Regions from separate parts of the Mus musculus genome. Here regions 1 and 2 are each linked to region 3. The links are chromatin contacts, called in public HiCAR-type maps. All regions are on one chromosome and are shown on one strand. Each heading gives the region's core, a stretch centred on a gene start, on an enhancer-like site or on the middle of the called end of the contact. The rest is flanking DNA. Distances are from core to core; before and after follow the strand shown. Region 1 overlaps Npas3 (neuronal PAS domain protein 3). Region 2 overlaps Npas3 (neuronal PAS domain protein 3). Region 3 overlaps Akap6 (A kinase (PRKA) anchor protein 6).

Region 1 (5,042 bases), core at 1,883-4,382, 560 kb after region 3:
TAGGACACTTCCCCACTCAATGTCTCCTTCCACCTGACAGTGATGCCTCCTAGGGCTCCCAGGAGCATAGCTGGCATTGGATTGTCCTGTATCCCATCCTAACTCTACTATGGAGGAGAATGGAGGTAAGATACCCTCATTACCCTGAAAGAATTCCATGTTCAAAACTGATCTTTGCCTCTGCATTATCAGAATTCCTACCCTGTGGGCAAAGCTCCATTCCCTGAGGGATTAAAGGAAAAGCAAGCTGATGACATCAGTTCATGCTGCTGTGCTTCGAGCTAGGAAGGCTTTCCATCTCCCCCAACCCCCACACACTTTCTAACAAGTATGTTTGCTAAATCAGACACATTTTGAATGAGTTATTCAGTTTTTTTCCCTCTGACACAGTAAAAGGCAAACGTAAAAAAACATACAAACATTTCTTAGATGCATTTGGGAAGGATACCTATTGGCATTTGGGGCTGTAAGCATGAACCCCCTCAAAAAGGGAAATTGCAAGTAAGGTCCAGAGTATAGGCTAGAAGGAACAGTCTGGAATATGTGTGAAGAGCTCAGAACTGGGCAAGATGTCTTCCAACTATTCCTGCTGCCTGGGTGGAAGGGTGGCTCGCTTGATGCTAGCATGGCAGGGTGTGTGCATGAGCTGAAATCAGATTGACAGGTAGTCTGAGCCAAGAGAATAGACTAACGGCAACCCCGGAAGGCTAGACAGGAGGAGTCCGTCCTCCTGGGAGATGCCCGATTTTCAAGAGTTCTTCTACAGCAGGAGAGAAGTGGACAGGCAATCTGCAACTGGGAGTAGCACATTGCCCATTCTTTGCATGCGTGAATTCCCACACCAGCGCAGTTAGTAAGCACTTTGGAGGGGAGAAATGCAAGGCTTAGCAGGAAGCAGTGAGTTGCCTAAAGCCTCAGCCAGTAAAGAGCTGCAATCTCAATTGGCCCTGCTTCTTCTAGAATTTACACTCTTCTCCCCTGCAGGGTGGGGCCCTTCAGCGTGGGCAGGACTGAGGCATGGGGCATAGGCCTGGGTCAGTTCTCAGTCAAGCCTTATCTGCAGATGGATACACTGCTTTAAGCCCTACATTGATAGAGAAGCTATTGATGCCAGTTTTCATGAACATAACAGCAGGATTGAGCAGACCTTCTGAGGAGAGAGGGCTAGTAATGGAATACCTCATTTGGAAACTATTAACACAAATGACTTATGTTTAGCCAAATTTAGGTCATTTAGAAACAGAGTTGAGCTATATTTTTGAAAAATGTATCTTGTTTTGTATGTTTTCTGAAGGGTAAAATATAGCCGAATTCTTTTGCACACACACCCATGTTCAAATAGTAGCTCACTGTTCCCACTCATTCCCAGGCCCAGCGGCCCCGGGCCCAGGCTGCACTGTCTCTTTCTGTCTGTGCAGTTGCAAAGTTGGCATTGCTCATACCATTTTTTTAGTGCTTTATCTGTCTTGAAATACACATTTTTTTTGTTCACCCAGTGAGTATTCAGAATTCCAACATAAAATATTTTTAATTATTATTTTATATATTGGGTATTCCATGCAAATCTGTGCACTTGTGCAGGCCACAGCTTCCATTCAGAGGCCATAGAAAATCAGGGGCCGCTTCTGCCTTCCTGCCATATGGGTTATAGGGACAAGATGCAGGTGGTAGGCACCTTTACCAGCTAGACTGTCTCACTGGCCCCAGAACCCTGATTTTGTTAGGTGTCACTGAAGGGGCATCACCTAGACTCAGGCCCTGCTGCCTGCCAGCCTGAGGTCCCACCTGCATATGCCACAGCTGGTGGAGCTCTCTCACACCTCTCATGACCCATGAGCACCTCCAACCAAGACTGAATCCTGGAGGACAGAGAAAGCAGAGTATGTGCGAGTGTTCTCAGGAGATTTTTGTTCAAGGTCGGAAACTCGTTTTCAGCAAAATGACTTCTGGAGCTGTCTGTCACTCTTTCCGTATCAGGCCAGCCATTGTCTGTGCTGTGGATTAGGAAGAATCTGCTTTCATGTGCTGTGGGACTTCCTCCTCTTTCCTCAACATTTCCCTCCACTTCTTACTTCCTGTCCCCTGTGGCATCATTAACCCCCCCACCCCAGTGGTGAGTTCAAATCCAGGGCCTCTTGAGTATTAGCCACATGCTCAAGCACCTAGCCATGTTCTTAGACCACTGATAGAGAGTTTACTCAAAGATAGCTCTATTTTCTACCTTATTCAAATTGCCCAAACCACAAATTTATTCAGACATGAAAATAGGAAGATGGGATCCCAAGTTCAGACTGGCCTGCTAAGACCGCAGTTATTATCATCAACTGCTTCCCATGGTAAAATGGTTATATTTAGGAGTAACTTGAATATACTTGGCTTTCCATATCCTCATGCTCTTTGTCCATGAATTCTCCAAGATGCAAAACAAACAAACAAACAAACAAAAAACATTTGATGTACATTTATGACAGTCAACAACATGTAATCTCATTTTTTTTGTCATTCTGTAAAAAATGCGGTATAGCAATTGTTTACCTAGTATTTAAATTTTTGAGTTATTGTTAGTAGCTTAGGATTTAAAGCGTACAGGAGTATGTGTAAAAATTGGGTGTCAGTACTACCTACGTTACATAAGAGCATCTTTTCATGTTTGTAGCTAAGCGGTCCGTGGATGATCTGATGATCCTTCTTCTATTCCCTGGTCTGCCTGCATCTGCAGCCAGACCCAGTAAGGACACAGCATCATTGACAAACCCACTGACTGACTGACAAATCCTCCAGCAGTCACCACCATACCAACCACTGGGGCTTTTGTTTATTTTTGGATGTCTCTCATAATCAAATTCTAAGTGGTGATTTTTCATCATTAAAGAGGTTTGCAAACATCATTATAATTATTTTTGCCCATAAACTAATTTTTTTTTGGTTTGTTTGAAAACTGTTCTGATTGAAGACATTTCCTTTTTCCATCATTGGCCAGTCAACTTTGTTAGTATTTAAAGCCAAATCGCTTTCTATGGTATGAGTCACTTGCTATTAGACTCCTTTTTAGTGCAATGGAGTTTGTCCTTCCCTCTCACAGATGGGAATATGAGCTTGCTGTGTTGGCTCCTGCACAAAGGGAGTGAGGATGCTGGTGGTGTAACTGGCGGGAACAACTTTCTAGCCTTTTGTATGGCGCTGGAGAGGAGGGATTGAAGGATGTGCTTTGTTGCAGCAAGAGGCATTTACCCTTTTGGAAGGAAAGTCTCGCAGCCCGGGTCCTTTGCCACATGACTGCCCGTAGGAGAGCACGAAGCCAGTGTTTACTGCTGTTTCTTGGGTGTTAAACAGCCCTCTGCTGCTTTTTATTGTACCATTAATTGCGCTTAATGCAGCTGCGTTTCTCATACGCTTGGCTAGGCTCTGAAAATTAAGTAGAAGGCACTTTGTTATAAAATTCACTGTAATGAGCTCTGGTGGGCCAGGGTCTGTTAAGTTTGAAATCACCTCAGGCCATTTCTAAAGGACTTCTTCAAATATTTCACGTCTATAAAAGTTTGTTACTAGATAAATAGCCATGGTGGGTGTTAGACCAGGCAGAGAAAGAGTCACATTTCTCCTCCGTGCCTCTTTGGGTAAAATATGGATGTCTTGAATATTTGAGAAGAGTGTTTGTCTTCTCCAGTCCTCTCTGCCTCAAGTATTTGCTGTCTTCCAACTGAGGCTGTCAGTCCACAAACTCAGGTTTCAGCATGTCACACCCTAGCTACATACAGAGAGATGCAGCTGTTTCACTTTCCTTTTGTATTTAATTCATACACAGAACTAGGATAAATATAGGACCACCCTCTGGGTCTACATAAATTGGTCCGAGACAGGGTCACACCTCTAAGCACAAAAGCACTGAAGAGACAGCTGTAACCATTAGCCAATTAGTTTCATGTTTCCACTACCAGCCAAGACCTGCAACAGATTCGTGGTACCTGGTTAGAAGATTCTTTTAAGAGTAGCGATTCCCCCCCCCAGCATCCCCGGCCTAAGAGACTGGCTGCTGTAATGCTTTGTGGCTAATAAAATTTCAGATGGCCTAATTTACCGGGTAGCTTTACCAAAACATCCAAGTAATGCCTACATACTCATTAGGGACAGGCCCAGGACCGGGTCCCTCGGGACTGATTTGCAAACGCTCTCTGGGATCAGCTTCACCGAGCTTCAGATGCTCCGCTGGCACCAATCAGGTGGGGGATCCTCGATGGGTTTAGTGCAGCAATTTATCTGAGTTTTGTAGTTAAAGTTTGAGCATGAGGTAATTAGAGCCCTCCATGCTTGAAATTCATGAACCTTATTCCCCCTTTAATAGACTCCATGCTAGCTCGCCGAGCTCTGTTTGACTGACATATATGGAGACTTGTTTTAAAAAAGCTCCTGGTCAAAATGTACTTAAAAAAAATCACCTTTACACATTAAAATATAATAACAAAAATTAATTCACCATCACTTTTTTAAATTAATTTTTTAATTTTTAGCTTTAAGATGTGTATATGGAGTTCTTTAGCTGATCTTCCTATTCCTAGTAAAAGTATTTACATACATGTCTCTGCACTGGGTGGGGTGATTTAGTCAAGCCACCCAGTATCTCCCATCTTTAATTTTTGGAAATGGGACCGTAAGTGCAAATTTTAAAATATGCACATAAATATAATGCATGAATACATGTATACATAAATGTATATATACACACACACACCCCAGACAACCCTGGATACCAACTGCAACTTTATTTTCAAGAAAGATTATTTTGCTCAAGCTATGTAGTAAACTATCAAAGATAGTCTATCTCTAATAACATTCACTGTTTCTATTTGTAATATGTGATTAATGCTGTTAAATCTTCAGGGTTATATTTTAAGTGACATTTGGACACATACCTTTGAAGCAGAAAGGGACTCAAGTAGTGATACCTCCTAAGCACCGAGTTAGCAAAGTAGGCTCACATCATAGCTCATTGAATTGGTGAACAAAGTGCTAAAATGGAAAGTAGTAAGTTTATTTTGGGGGTA
Region 2 (4,934 bases), core at 1,006-3,505, 690 kb after region 3:
GTAATATTCTTTCAGCGATGACTACTTGTCAATTTCACTGATCTAGATTTGATTTCATAAATTAACTAGGCCAATTAAGTAGAGAGTTATCATTAGAATAAGAAGTAGAAGCAAATAAATATTAATCCTGCAGTTCTGGATGTCAGGATTCCAGCACAACCTTGATCACACTTTAATGGCACTTAAGGGTCAGGGGGAGGAGAAAAGCGATACCTTTTCCACTGGCAACTTAGTATTCCCCAATTTAAGTTTCTAGGGATATTCTTCATCCATATCTGCATGGAGCAGTTGTGGTTTCTACTCTATCAACTTAAAATGCAGCACCTACACAAATAATCCACGTTCCTGTTTTTTTTTTCCTAATTAGGAAGGAACTTTTTATTGAAAAGCATGACATGTATATGCAGTCCAAAACATCAAAGAGTGATCCCCACCAACACACAATGGAAATTGACATTTCAAATATATAGACAGTGATTTGAAAAGTGAGCTTTTACTTTCTCTTTCTCATCCATTTTCTATTTTGTTTTAAAACCACCTTGTCTCAGCTTTGAGACTCCTGTGTTAGGGAGATTGCTGGCCATGTCATAGCTGCCCTTCTTCTGTCTTTTGACTTTGAACATATTTTTTTGCTATACAAAATTTTTTTATTAGATACTTTCTTTATATACATTTCAAATGCTATCCCGAAAGTTCCCTATACCCTCCCTCCTCCCTGCTCCCCTACCCACCCACTCCCATTTCTTGGCCCTGGCATTCCCCTGTACTGGGGCATATAAAGTTTGCAATACCAAGGGGCCTCTCTTCCCAGTGATGGCCGACTAGGCCATCTTCTACTACATATGCAGCTAGAGACACGAGCTCTGGGGGTACTGGTTAGTTCAGATTGTTGTTCCACCTATAGGGTTGCAGAACCCTTCAGCAGCTTGGGTACTTTCTCTAGCTTCTCCATTGGGGGCCCTGTGTTCCATCTTATAGATGACTGTGAGCATCTACTTCTGTATTTGCCAGCCACTGGCATAGCCTCATACGAGACACCTATAACAGGGTCCCTTCAGCAAAATCTTTCTGGCATTGTGCAATAGTGTCTGGGTTTGGTGGCTGATTATGGGATGGATCCCGGGGTGGGGTAGTCTCTGTATAGTCCATCCTTTCATCTTAGCTCCCACGTTCCTGTTTTAAGGACTCTGGTTGAGCATTTTGCTTGCTGTCTCCACACCCTTGCCTGTGGGGCTTCTGTGCTGAGGTTTGGCCACTGTGTCATAGTTAATAGAAAAGTTTGCCTGATCTACATTTCTGAGTATCGCTTTAGTCATTTTGTCACTTGCCTGGCGGGAAATACTTTCAAATGTAGTCTATTTGGGAATGTCTCTTTCTAAAAAACAGAAGTCCTGACTTAAATGATTCTTCTTCACATGAACCATATTCTGTGACTCCCAGAAATTGAAGAAAGGTATCAACACCACATAAAAATATCCTGGGCATGAATTCAATGAGACACCTTTGCTTGCCTATGAGTTTAATGTACGAATTTAACAATGCCAGCTTGTTTTCCAAGGTCCTAGCCAATGTGTCTGGTCTTTTAGGTGATCTGGTGGTGGGTGGGAGACATTGCTTGTTCCAGTGCATCTCCACACTGTTTCCTCTAAATAACGGGCACGCTCGATTGCTGTGGTTAAAGGAACATCTTACCAGACTGTCTCTGACAATGACCCAGAAGAAGTCATAATCCAGAGATCATAAAACCACTAGCTCAGGACCCCTGTGTTTCCAGTTAACTTTTCTCTCTGTTCGTCCAGAGCTCTGAAGAGAGGCTGTGTAATTCTGTATCACCCAGCGACACATTAATGACTAGCTTGCGAAACACTGGAGGACCCTCGAGGGATGCCAACACTAGGGTCCATTTTCCCTAGTTGTTTTGATTAAGAACTTTGCATCCTGAAGCCAGCAAACCGAAGTGCCTTAGTCTCTCTGACTTTACTTCCCCCTTGTAGCCCTTCAAGCCTCAGTAGTTTTACCATAGTAATAATTTTTCCCTAAGAGTTTTAAACAAGACTTTGCCATTGGACAGCCTTTGAAACAGTTAGCTTTGCCTCACTATTTTTTGTGACTTGCCAAAATCACAAATAAAAGGGACTATGTCCTCTAATGCTTCTTCCCTGGTCATTATCTTGGAAAATATGCAGAGTCTGGTCCAAGTAGAGTGCTCCCCAAACCTTGCTGTTACTTTGAGAATAGTTTTAATGAGGCTGGCAGCTGAGCCAAGCTCTCCTGTTGTGTTATTATTTGGGCATGTGGAAGCCCAGGTGATTGATCTGTGTGGGAGAACTGGCAACACTCACATGCCCTCTGGGTAGAGGCAGAGCCTCCAGCAGGAAAAATTAGGGAAAGAGAAAAAAAGGAGAGGAAATGTTTATCGCCCATCTCCTTGCGTTTTATGGCGGCGTGCTGGTGAACTGGGAGATGGATGTGTATATTCATGGATTTCACACCACTTTAAGCACTAATAACATTAAATCAACCTTAATACTTCATGCCAAATGTGTTCTAAAAGAGGGAATAATAGGAATTTTTGTTGACTTTAGTAAAGTATCAAAAGTTACACTGGAAACACATAAAATGCTACAATGCAGAGGTCACAATTATGCTAATACCATGATAATATAAAATATTAAGTCACCAAAATGACAGGATTTACAACCAAGCATCCTCAGTCCCCAGAAGCCCTGACTGCAGGCTCACAGTAAACACACCAGCCTGTCCTCCCAAGGAGTCTGATTACAAATTTAAATATGTATATGATTAGAACTCTGCCAGTCTCCCTCCCCTAGAGACAGATGAAGTAAAATTTGATTTATCTCATACCTGGAAACCTATTGTGCTGGGTTCACTCTTTTGCAGGATCAGTACAAGGTCTGATGAATTTTGCATTTCCTGGGATGCTTTGGGGGAAACCAGGGACGACTGTTAATGGTCTTGAATGTCTGTGCAGTCTCATGGAGTGGGAGAGGAATAGCCAGATGTTTGGCAATGGAGTTCTGGCAGATGGAAACCTCTTCTTAGCCTTCTTTTCTTTTCTCCATGCTCTGCGTTCTGTGCTGAGGTTGGGCTGCTGTGGGAGCACAAACCTCATGGCCTTTCATTTGATTTTATTTGATTGGGTTTTTTTTTTGGTGGGTTTTTTTGTTTTTTGTTTGTTTGTTTTTGGGTTTTTTTTTTTTTGAGAATTTTGCACAATGTGGTTTGATCATATTTAGCCCTTCCCCCAACTTTTCACAGTTCTGTCTGTCCTTCCCTACCCATCTGGCTCTGTGTTCTTTATTTTTATCCACAGCAAATCCATTTTGTGCTGCCCATGTATGTGTGGGAGCATGGCCATCCACTGGAACATGGTCAACTTACCAGGGGCAACACTCTTAAAGAGAACTGTCTGTCTCCCAAGAGTTATCCTTTACCAAGTGTTTCCCAGCTAGGGGTGGAACTTCATGCCCAATTCCCCTCTGCATACTGGGCTTTGGATTGTCTTGAGCCTGCACAGGTCCTGCACAGGCTATCACAGCAGCTTTGAGTGCCCGTGTATAGCTGCCCTGCTGTGTCTTGTAGCTACCTACCACTTCTGGCTCATAAACTCTTTCAGTCCCCCCCTCCTCAAGGATACTTAAGTTTTATGAGGAGGCAATATAATGGTTCTGTTGACCAGTTGTGTACCTTGACCGGTTGTGGGTCTATGTGTTGATCACCATCTACTCAAAACATACTTCTCCAATGTGGCTCAAGAGACAATTAATATGCCAGCATAATAATGAGTCTGTTTAGTACTGTGTTCATTTAGCAGAACAGCAGTAGTAAGTTCTGCCCAAGGTTTATGACATAGCAACCCACAGGTTCTTGACCCAGGAATTGTACCAGGTATGGGTTTATCTTCTGGAGTAGGGCTTAAAGCTAGTCAGAGAGTCATTGGCTATTCCCATGAGAGTCATGCCACTGTTGAACCAGTGGCCGTGCCTTGCCAAGCCTGTTGTTACTGTAGCCCACAGGGTTCCCAGCTGGATAAGACTGATGGGTGCTTTTCCCCTACATTAGTGTGTACTGTGAAGTCTAACCAGTAGGGATGAAGCTTCCAGGCCAGTACCAGCTTGATTTCCTCATATTCTGTCACTCAGGTATATGGTATTCACCAATATGTTCTTGTTCTCAACTTCTGGTTGGTAACAAAGAATATTGACAATACCTGGTAGTATTTGGGAAGGTGGAAGGGGTTATGGGACCTCACTGCCTCAATGACCAGCAACTCTGAAAGACATAGCACATCCCTAGCATCTCCATCTCTCTCTCTCTCTCTCTCTCTCTCTCTCTCTCTCTCTCTCTCTCTCCCTCTCTCTCTAACATCCTGTGGTGTCTAGTAGGGTAATTTTAATTCCATGGTCCCCAAGTTAGGGGTCCAAAAGTTTCTAGAGGACAATACCTTTATCAGTGGTCACAGTGGTCAGGAAAGGCAACAGCATTATAACCAGGCAAACGCTCTCTTAGTAGTGTCACACTTCTGGCCTGATGATGCTAACTTCTGTCTCTTAACCATTATCATTATGTAAATAGAAGCCTCGGTAAAATAAATACATAATTAAACTGTTACTATAAACTAATGTTCCTTAATATTATTCAGCTGTTTTATTATGCCAACTAGGACCCACAAATGCATGTTTACAGGGGATAGGCTCTTTTCTTTGCTAAATGCATAGGCATCACCTGCACAGTAGCTTGCTCCGATAAATAAAATAAATGTGCTCACTCGTTGCCCTGCTCTGTGTCTGTTGGGGCTCATCCTCCTTCCACCTGTAGAATGTAGAGTAACCCTGCTTCCCAACCATGGGACAACCAGCTAGAAGGGAAGGCTCCTCTCCCCGAGCTAGGCCACTGCTCTCACTGCTCTCCAC
Region 3 (4,789 bases), core at 2,005-4,504:
ATAGAGTCAAATCAAGACTAAATACATCAGCTGAAACTGGAGTTTAGCTTATCAAACCCAGATCCAAAGCATAGAGTGGAGAGCATGCTGGATATTTCTTCCTTAAATTCCTCTATTTTTTTTTTTTTTATTGGCACTGGAGAAAAAAATAACACATTAAAACCTCCTGACTGAATTACTGTCCTAAACCAATAGATCCACTGGGCTTGTTTAGCTAAAAGCCACAACAGACTTTGTAATGCAATGATGTAATCTTGGCTTTGTGTCGTTTATATTCAACCTAAATTTTTTTTTCCTGAATAGACAGGCTGACAACAATATTGTTCAGTGTGGGTTTTTATTTGGATTCTTTCCAAATGGCTCACATGCCTTCACAGTAACACATCAGGCTGCTTACGGGTTTCCCCCCCTTTGCCTGAATTCTAAACTTTCCCCCTCTTACTAGCTTTCTATTTTTCTTTTAATGTCTCAGTTATGTTTGTAAAACTAACCAGCACCACCACAAAATTAGGATGTATCTTGCAGAGAGCATTCATTTTACTTTTTGCATATTTTTCCGGAGGTCATGTCAAGGTTAGTTTGAATTCCATCCTACATTAAGACTTCTTTCACAGCTATTTAGCTCGGCAGCCTACTCCCCGCTGGGGTCTGCCCCTTGGGCACGTCAAAGCTTCAGACCTGACAAATCACACACAGATGAAGCTGTACAGTTTTTTAAACAGTTTGATCAGTAACTTTTTTTTTTTTCCTTTTTCACTATCCTTCATAGTAAGATTCTTTTTCCCTTTGAATTACCGTTTCAGGAATTGAGGGTTTCTACTTGAGACAGTTTGCTTTACATGAGCGTTGTCAGCCAGCAGTGGTTTTTATTACACTGTGTCGAAAGTCTTCTGCTCACAAGACGGCAGACATAGAGACACACTCTTAACTGGCAAGATTGGAATTGTGTTCTTAAAACCTACTTGGAGTGGGAAGGTTAGTGTTGGGATATCACAGATTTCCTTGGGATCAGAAAATAAAAAATATACCCAGTTTTTATCCTGTTATGAGTTGAGCCTAAAAATGCCTCTCAAATGCTTCCCAGGATGCTCTTATCAGTATTTTAGCAAATTATGTAACTGACCGCCTGCCTCCCCACCTCCCTTTCCTGCTTAATTGATGAACTTAAGGTGCTTGCCTGTAACGAGTGTATCAGCCAACGGTCTCCTTTATCACTGAAGGAGATCACAAATTTTGAAAATCAGCATACTGCCCATGTTTTTATGAGTTGAAAAATATTAACTGCCACAAAACTGCCACATCAACTGAAGAGATGGTGTGATTGGGGCTGCGGTTATCTTGGCAGTGCCGTGATAGAGCAGAGTTGCTGTTTTTAAAAAAATAAGTCATATCCACATTTCATTACATTTTCACACAGGACAGACAAAAACCACCGGAAGGTTTTTAGCTTTGGGCTAAGCTGAACACTTACAGGGAAGAGGGGGAAATAATATTTAAATGACTCTCAGCAGGAAAGTACACAATGAAGGTCCCATAAAAGGTTGCCTGGTTGAAACTAATTAAAGACAGGTCTAAATAAGAAAAGAGAAAAAGAGATCAAAGGAATTACATTAGGTGTCACTATGCTATTTGGGGGGCATTTGATGTAATTTAAAAAATTTTGGTTTAGGAAAACACTAAATTCTGAAAATGTCCACTCCTGTCATCATGCCGTTATTTTTGCAACAGCTACACGTCAGCAGGCAAACATCTTGCAGAAATCACTTCAGCACTACTGGCGCATTCGCACATTATGGTGAAAAGAGGGGCTTGTGCTTTTCACGCGGTGCGTCTCAGCCTTCAATTAATGTGAAAGCACTACAATGCCCATGCAACTTCTCTTGCCTAGTGGTGCACCGTTTATCATTGCAGTTTTACATTGACCTTGACACCCACTTCATTAGAATAAAGATTGTCTACCATTTAGGTTACATTGTTCCTCTGCACAGAGACCCCATGCAAATTTCTGTTCAGAGAGAAGAGCTGTGAGGCTGTCAGAGGTCATCTGCATTAAATGATTGCAGCTATTTTCCAACCGCTTCTTTTCATTCTACTCAATTCAGGCTAGGAGGATCAATCAAGTTTTCTGCCTGAAACAGTAGGACTGCAGGGAATATAACTGTTTTTGGTAGGAGTGGATATGCCCTAAACAGTGTTAAATATTTAATATAAACTCATTAAAGGCCATGCAAAGGCTTGAGAAAGATGCCACATTTATAGAAATATCAAGGGGGACAGGGCACCCTTTTGAAAAAATAAACAACAGTAATTATCAATTTTATAATTCCAGAAGATGTAATCACAATATTTCTTAGAATTAGTGACTCTTTTCTGCTGTTTTTTTTCCCCCACCCTTGATTTGGGTTAGGAAAAGGGGAACTGGGAGACTTCATATTCTTATATAGTATTTTGCAAGAAGTTGACAGGAAAAGTTTTCAGTTTGTTGGTGCTTCTATTTTAACTCAGTAACAATAAATCCTAACCTGGCTGCATTTGTTTTAAAACACATAGATATTCTTTATGTAAAAGAAAAAAAAATGATTGGGGAAATAAGTCGCCTCGTCTCCTCCTTAAGTTTCCTGAGTGATATAATTGGAATTAAATTATTAATGGGAGATACTTTTAAAAAGATTGTTTTATGATCTCCTATTAGGGAATTTGCAATTCATTTTAATATTTGTAGTTTGATTTATATTAAAGATAATGCAATCTATGTTCAATTAACAATACATGGCCAATGTAATGTGATTTCCAGATCATGCAAATGGAATAAGCTAGAAGTGTGTTGGGGGGGGGGGGACTCCATTCTTAACCTCAGATGTAATTTGCTGTGCGAGTTCTGGCAATTTTAAATGACATTGCACTTTTTAATTTTTCCAAAGGCTCAGCAGCAAATTTATCCCAATCAAGAAAGCCTATTATTAATTTACAAGGACAATTGTAGGAGTCCTTATAATTTCTTTGTGCAATTATTCACCATAAATTCTAATGGTAAAATACAAATAGTTTGCAAGAAATAACCACCATTACTTGTCTTGCGCTTGAGCCTTCTTCTTGAATCTTGAACATCCTTTCTAAGTGTTAGTGATACTGACTCCTTGTAAAGCATCCCAGGCTTTTGTGGGAAGCTGGACATTGGCTGTCTTAAAGAGGGCAGCACCAGAGCCGCCGCAGAGGCAGTCCTGGCCTCTACCAGTCCAGCTGAGCTGTGGACCTGGACTTTCCTATAAAAAGATTCTTTGTTCACCACTGAATAGCATTAGGCATGGGCTAGCTGAGGGGCCACCATGAAGCCTCAAAAGAGGAGGGCAAACACTAGCTAGAGAATACAGTGTGAGAGTCACAGACATAGCCTTGCATTTGTGAGCAAAATACATATTTTTACATATTATTTTGCGGTAGTTTGGTTAGTATGTGTTCCCTGAATATACTTTCTTATTGATACACTAAGATACATTGTGTCTTCACAGTGTGTTTTCTTTTCCTGGGGGATTTGGGGTGGCAGTGGGGGTGGGGGGGGAATAATCACCACAAATATACAGGTGTTTGAGATACTAATTTGCACAGGCAAAGATTCAAATGTGTCATTATTATAACTAGATCATTTGCCTTGTCTTAACTCTTCTAAATATAAAGTCACCTGATGGCCGGTTTAAAACAACATCCTCAGGATAGAAATACTCAAACGCTCATGACTCAGAATTGGACAGCCGTTATTCTTTAATCAGGAAAATTGTTTGCTTTAATTCGTGTGTTCCTCATAGCCGAAGCTTCGCTCTCTCCGTTTAGTAATGTCTGCTCTCTTTTCAGCATGACCACCAGAAGCACCATACAAAAGTCTTACAATGAACGTCTTAATCTCTCTGTGTGCTTTTAGAGCATTATTTTGAATTCCATCATGCTGCCTTTTTTTCTCCCCTCTTCTGATGTTTTATTACAACAGCAGAATTCCCAGGGAGCTTTGGGGGCAAGGTTCACATAATATAGCCCTGAAGTTTTGCTAGGTGGGAGCTATCCCCCAGGCCTGGCCATCTTTTGGCAATCTTACTATTTCAAGAAAGAAAAAAAAAAAGATTCTCGGGGTAGAGTCTTTCACAGCGTTAGCTGGATAGGGTTTATGTTTTACTTTTTTTTTTATTTACTAGAGAGTGAATATCTACAACCCTTTCATGATGCTTTCTTTCGCTGACCTCACCGTGACAAGGCATCTTGTTCTTTAACATTGAGGGAGGCAGAAAAATGCTTGAGTTTCTCAATGTGTGCCTTCTATACCAGTTTCAAAATGGCTTATTCTTCTGGTTTCCATGGTGACAATTAACACTGTTTCAAGGCATTGTTCCACTCTCCATTTGGGCAGAATTTTCGGTGTGATTTTTAACAAAAAGAGAGAGAGAGAGAGAGAGAGAGAGAGAGAGAGAGAGAGAGGAAGAAGAAAAAGGGGGAAGGTTTTAAGAGAAGGAGGAATGTCTGGCAAAAGTGTCAAAAAAGTTATCTCAATCAAGCCTGTATTTGCTACTAAAGTCATTTATTTTTATAAATCCATGTTTTATTTTTACTGGCTTTGATAGTTCAGTTTTAGTATTTGTGCGTTTAAAATGTAAATTATAAGTAAGAATTCCAATTTTAATTCTTAGTTGAAACAATGAATTACTATTAACTCTGTATTTCCTTTAACTTTTCTTTATACCCAAAGAAATAGCTTTTAGGACACTAGTAGCCTGAATCTTTAATTTAGATCATTCACAAATCT

The links. HiCAR-type assays count read pairs that join an accessible place to other places.
Region 1: a contact with region 3 is called in a HiCAR-type map of astrocytes, with 2.5 times the contacts expected there. The contact joins two enhancer-like sites. A contact is called at or near these places in 1 of 115 datasets of contacts at active chromatin or transcription factors (astrocytes) and 1 of 9 other capture datasets (embryonic stem cells).
Region 2: a HiCAR-type map of astrocytes shows a contact between it and region 3, with 4 times the contacts expected there. The contact joins two enhancer-like sites. A contact is called at or near these places in 3 of 115 datasets of contacts at active chromatin or transcription factors (VIP interneurons, astrocytes and embryonic stem cells) and 1 of 9 other capture datasets (embryonic stem cells).

The regions. Positions count from the first base shown.
Region 1 is chr12:53,620,744-53,625,785 of GRCm38.p6, forward strand. All of the region lies in intron 3 of Npas3 (neuronal PAS domain protein 3), which reads left to right. Among named protein-coding and RNA genes, the nearest start is that of Gm35614, 210 kb to the right of the region's middle. Within about 2 kb of position 3,133, at least 25 of the 459 cell types and tissues checked have an H3K27ac peak or open chromatin away from gene starts, as enhancers often do. A contact at or near this core is called in astrocytes, where this site is marked.
Region 2 is chr12:53,747,321-53,752,254 of GRCm38.p6, forward strand. All of the region lies in intron 4 of Npas3 (neuronal PAS domain protein 3), which reads left to right. Among named protein-coding and RNA genes, the nearest start is that of Gm35614, 82 kb to the right of the region's middle. Within about 2 kb of position 2,256, at least 13 of the 459 cell types and tissues checked have an H3K27ac peak or open chromatin away from gene starts, as enhancers often do. A contact at or near this core is called in astrocytes, where this site is marked.
Region 3 is chr12:53,061,292-53,066,080 of GRCm38.p6, forward strand. All of the region lies in intron 9 of Akap6 (A kinase (PRKA) anchor protein 6), which reads left to right. Among named protein-coding and RNA genes, the nearest start is that of Npas3, 180 kb to the right of the region's middle. Within about 2 kb of position 3,255, at least 41 of the 459 cell types and tissues checked have an H3K27ac peak or open chromatin away from gene starts, as enhancers often do. A contact at or near this core is called in astrocytes, where this site is marked.